Linked DNA regions of Rattus norvegicus: region 1 is linked to region 2. A link is a contact called in public Hi-C data. All regions are on one chromosome and are shown on one strand. The core of a region is the stretch at or near the end of the contact, and the rest is flanking DNA. Distances in the headings are between cores, read along the strand shown. Region 1 holds the start of Brpf1 (bromodomain and PHD finger containing, 1). Region 2 has its middle 12 kb from the start of Trnap-agg26.

Region 1 (2,700 bases), core at 110-2,609, 140 kb after region 2:
ACAGACACTGTGTTAGACAATTTACAGACCTCATCTCTCTTAATCTTTACCATATCCCTGGGACAGAAGGACTATATATTATCTCCATTTAATAACGGGGAACTCAGTTACAATAAGCCATTTCTTTAAGAGAAATCACCGATTTTACGACAGACCCCACTGTTTAACGGGGAAACAACTTCTTGGAGTGCTGGTTTTATTGGCATTTCTCCAGGGAAAACTGTCCTAGGAAAACGTGCACTTTAGGGTGCTGAAAACCAAGTCTGCGTGAAAACAAAACAAGTTTTTCAGTGACTATAGCATCTTGAAAGATTTTATCATACTCTTCAATGACAAACTGCAAACCCTGCTTGACAATGATGATCCAAATTCTTTAAAATCCCCACCAAATGACACAATTTTCAAGCTCCAGGTTTACAAATGAGGAACCCAAAGAAGAATTCAGCAATTTTCCCACGTTCACACTTGAAGTGTCAGTCATATTCAATGAGCTGTGTGTTTTGACACCGTCTTCCAATCAGCCACCGGTAACAAAGTAGTCCAGCGCTGCCAATCTGAGTTCCACGGTTTTGTAGGGATGTACCCCGAACCTAGGGCCACGCCTTCCCTCCGCCTCGTCTCCCTTCCGTCTCAGATTTCAGCTGAAACCCGCCCCTTATTTTCCTAAGTCCCGCCCTTACCCTGCTGCACTGTGGTGCCCTTTCCCAGCTGTATCTTCATCCCTAGTTTAGCTCCACCTTCCAGGTTTACCCACAGCTCCGCCCTTTGTTACTTGGGACCCTCAGGCCCACTCTTCCGGCTGTGGTCGTCGCATTAGTGCGCCGCTTTCCGGCGGCTCCGCCTCCCAAACACAAGCCCCTCCCACGCTGGGCTATTCTTCTCACGTTGCCCCGCCTCTGACCATAACTGCAGGCCCCTGCGGCTCCCTTGCCTCCCCATAGCTCTGGGCCCTGCCCCCAGCTCCGCCCCGCCCTGCGCTCCCGCCCCGTCCCTCCCAGTCGCCTTCCTCGGAGACCAAGGCCAGGTCCCTACCGCAGCAGCCGCGCCAGCAGGAGGGAGGGAGCAGGAGGCGGCAGAGGGGGAGGGGAGAAGGGCGGGCTCCTCACACCCAGCCTCGCGCTGCCTGTCCGTAGTCGCAGATTCGCCACAAACGGCCCGAGGACCCCGGCTCTCCCATACTGCGATTTCGGTCTCCAGAAACTCCCGTTAGAACATGGAAGCGCCCGCTGTGCCCTGTGAGGTATCAAGAGATCTTTTCCAGACCCACAGGCTGCTCGCAAGCTCCTCAATAGACCGGCGGGGAACCGTGGCGAAAGTGCGTCTATGCAGCGCCACGGGACCAAATTTACCCTGGCGGACGCCGTCGCCGTCGCTGCTGCCGCCGCCGCTGCCACAGCCTTTGCCGCCACGGTCTCGCCGCCGCTGTCCCTGTGCCGCCTCCAGGAGCCCCCTCTCCCCATTGTCCCGGCGGCACCGGGTTCCCAGGCCAGAAGATCCAAAAGCTCGGGAAACGCGAGGGTGCTTGCGGAATTGCGACGCTGGGGCACCGGCGGGACCAGGAGTGGCAGGGGTCAGCGCGGGAAGCCGGGGGAGCCGGGCCAGAGCGTGCGAGGCAGGAGCCGGGGCGGCCACCTTCGCGTCTCGGAGTTCGGGTTTCCCCTTCTCGGCCCGTCTTTCCTCGCCGGCCTCCCCACGCGGGGTCGGAGCCCCGGCGGGCGCCCCCGGCAATGAGCCCGGACTGGAGGTGGCCGGTGAGTACGGGCCGGGTCCGGGAGGTAGTGCCAGTGGAGAAGGGGCAGCCCTGGCGAGGCGCCCTAGGCTCCTCTTGAGCTCCTTGGGCGGGGAGAATTGACAGGCCATTGGTTCGTGGGGAGCGTCCGCGGCAACAGTGTTCCCTTTGAAGCTGCCTGGGCCAGTGGCTGAAGGGAAACCTTGTTTGACTTGTTACACTTTGACAAAAGGAAAGTGGTGCAGCATCCGGGAGACTGGGCTCTAGCCCCGCGGGCCTTGTCCCACCCCCTTCCTCATACTTTCTTCAGCTCCTGGAGTTCCCGGGAGTAGATGCTTCCGCCATACCCTAGGGCCCCAGGGCTTTCAGAGCTCAGTACCTCTGACGCCAGGTCCCTTGGGGCACTGTGCTAGTTCGGGAACCAGGGCAGCAAAGCCAGAACGACAGCGTTCACCAGGGACCCGGCTTGGAAAGAGTTGAGCTTGTTTGCACCTATAATTGGTTTTGTGTTTAAAGGCACAGCAGCAGGTAGGAAATAGAAGTGAGTTGGAGTTGAATGTGTAGCTTGGCTTGAGTTGTTGCCGATAGATGGACGAGAGCTGCCCATTCTCGTGGTTAAGACTCAGGAGAAAGAAGGCTGAGAGTCAGTGTTTGTCAGGGAGGTTAGGTAGGCCCTGCATTGGTGGTCCCAAGCAACTAGTCCTGAGAGAAATTAGGCCAGTACCAGGCTAAGCTGGGCTCCCTGGGGTTTAGTGCCATCTGCTGTCTCTACTCTCCCAGAAACACTGCGATGGGGGAGGGTTAGCCCTTGAGAACCTTGGAACATAATGCCTAGATTTTTGTTCATGTTTGTGCCCTTAGGGCCTGGCACTCTGTAGTCCCTGAGTTAATGTTGCATGAATCTGTAAATGAGGAAATCAAGTGCAGCTTGTGATGTTTTCCCTGTGTAAATGACCATTTTCACATGGTTT
Region 2 (2,700 bases), core at 99-2,598:
GTGTTGTGTCCAGCTTGCAGTCTAAGCTCTAAGCTCTTAGAAACTGCCCCAGGTTCCTCCACCTGCTCTGCTCTGACGTCATGTATTCCAACCTTCTGGAGCCAGAGGCCTCAAATAAACTCTTCCTTCTACAAGTTACCTTGGTCACATTGGTATGACAGTGAGAGAAATGTAACGGACACAGTGGCATTCGACTGTACTCCAGCACTCACCAACTCAGGTCAGAAGATTGCTCTGAGTTCAGTCAAGCCAGAACTACACACCAGGACCGTGTCTCAAAAAGACAAACAATTCCTGTCAGGGGTGGTGGTGTACACCTTTAATTTCTATACTTGGGAGACAGAGGCAAACAGACCTCTGGGTTCCCAGTTAGCCTGGTCCAAACAGTAAGTTTCAGGCCAGCCAGGGTAGACCCTGGTCTACCTTCCCCCAGATAATTAAGCAATCTTCCATTACTCTTAACTCTGAGCTTTTTCAGACCTTTGTTGACCCCCAGCTTCATCTCTGACCCTTCCACACATCACATTTTGTGCTTCACCTTCCCCACACTGCTTTCAGTCTCCCAGGGATATAATGCACTTACCTGTCACTCAAGTGGTTTCTTTTCCATTGTGGCCTGCCTGACTCGAGTTTCCACACAGTAAGCGTCCATCCTGATGCACACATTCCACCAGAAGCCATGTTAGGTACCTCCCCTAAGAGCACCGACAAAAAGTCAGCATTTATCAGAGCCTGCATATTTTGACAGTTCATCTCTACATCCAGATGCACTTTTAGGACAAGTCTTTGTGTGCAATATTTGGTCACTGTGCCTCTTGCCCATGTTCCCCAATCACCTTACCATCCACTTAATGTGGTAAATGTTGGTATTCTCATCTCTTCAGTGTGGACTTAGATTTTCTTCCCTTTGTGTAAGTATTATTCTAGAAAGAAGTATTCTGGCTGCCCCAAGTCCTCACTAAAGAGTGGAGCACTGTGACCATGGTCAGTGTCCTGTATGCAGAATCAAGACTGTGTCACCAAGAGTGTTCACAGACTGCTGGTGTCTCCTTTTGCCGTGTCACAGAACCCTGATTTCACTTGCGTTGGCAACAGTTCATGTTTCCAGCCTCTTTCAATCACATGTGCCAGGTGACTCAGTTCTGTGGCATTTCCAGGCGGCTTCAAATGGCTCATAGACCAAGGGACTGGAGCACCAGCAGCCACCTCAGGCTATGAGATACTTTTAATTAATTAATTAATTTATTTATTGGGTCTCCCCCTCTCCCTCTCCTCCTCTTTCTCTCCCTCTCACACCATAATCTTGCTATATAGCCCTGGCTGGTCTGGAACTGGAAACATAGGCCAGGTTATTGCCAAACTCACAGACCACGCTCCTCCCTCCTAAGTATTGGGATTAAAGGCCTGTGCTACCATGTCTGGCCTTTTTTTTTTTTTTTTAATGTGCAAAGGCATTTTGTCTGCATGTATGTATGTGCTGATATTACATACATGCCTGGTGCCCATGGAGACTGGAAGAGGGAGGCTATCAGATCTCCTAGAGCTAGAGTTGCAGATGCTCCTAGATGCTGGGAATTGAACCCAGGTCCTTGAGAAGAGAAGCCCTTGTCTGTCGCTGCTGAGCCATCCCTCCAGTCCCAATACCATGGCTGTGAGAGATGCTTGAGGAAAGATGGTGCTGAAAGTGAACATGCAGACAGGACTCAGGCTCCTGCTCGAAACATGGGCCACAGTCATGCTTTGGAAATACCCAGACACTTTTTCTTTCTTGAGACTAGATCTCTTCATGTAGTCTAGTATGGCCACGAATTTACAATCCTCCTGCTTCAGTCTTCTGAGCTCTATGTATCACCAGGCCCAAAGGTTTGTTGCTGTTGCTGTTGTTGTTGTTTGTTTTGTTTTATTTTCTTAATGCCATGGTAACAGAAACTGTCATTAAGTCACACTGAACATTAGCACTCCATGAATATACAACCATTCACATGAAGGGTTAGACTGTATCCCACCCATGAGGCCCTGGGTCATGATTCAGGAGCAGCAGCCAGCACGGGTGATATAAATTGTGTCTTTATTTGAACATCATTCCACCTGCACTGAAGCTCAAATCCAGCAGCAGCAGAAGGGGGTGGGACCAAAAGAAATGTTACCGAATTGGACAGTGAACATCAAGGACGCGTTCAGACAGAACTAGTGGGGTGCAGACAACACCGAACTACCCTAACACACAGCACAGGTCCTTGGAGGACGACCAGTCAGAGTCCTGGGAGGGCTGCAGGCTCCGGTTCACCTCTCGGGAAGACTCTTGCTCCACCCGAAAGTTCTGAGCCAGACAAGGACCCAGAAGCCCCTTGTGCCAGGAGCCCACCCCTTCCAGGAAGGGGGTTTCCCTTTTCGGTTCATACCAGAGGCTGGAGGAGGACTAGCCCCTCTGTGCTCAAGAGGGACTCAACTTGTAGAAGCTTCCTGTCCTTATCCTACAGCCCCATCTGCAAGCCACCATCTTGGCTCTTGCAGGCCCCAGAAGAATGTAATCTTCCCCCACATCCTCCTGCTTTCGGGGCGGCTTTCCTCCATAGCTCTGGTCCTTGGGGGGCAGCGTTCTACTTCCCACAGCCCCAAGGACCAGTCTAAACAGTGCTCTGGAGCAGAGGCCGGACCCCACAGAAGTTATAACTGCTTCCTCCATTCTACCAGGAGCAA

What was found. Hi-C and Micro-C count contacts between places; a contact is called where the count stands out from the background.
Region 1: a Hi-C map of the A7r5 cell line shows a contact between it and region 2, with 2.9 times the contacts expected there. The contact joins the promoter of Brpf1 here to the enhancer-like site in region 2. A contact is called at or near these places in 9 of 12 Hi-C or Micro-C datasets (the A7r5 cell line, Schwann cells, frontal cortex and 5 more).

What each region holds. Positions count from the first base shown.
Region 1 is chr4:148,010,618-148,013,317 of GRCr8, forward strand. It overlaps Brpf1 (bromodomain and PHD finger containing, 1), which reads left to right and starts at 1,360. Exons shown (of 14, transcript NM_001415934.1): 1 at 1,360-1,751.
Region 2 is chr4:147,867,258-147,869,957 of GRCr8, forward strand. No RefSeq gene overlaps it. Among named protein-coding and RNA genes, the nearest start is that of Trnap-agg26, 12 kb to the left of the region's middle. Within about 2 kb of position 1,349, at least 12 of the 93 cell types and tissues checked have an H3K27ac peak or open chromatin away from gene starts, as enhancers often do. A contact at or near this core is called in the A7r5 cell line, where this site is marked.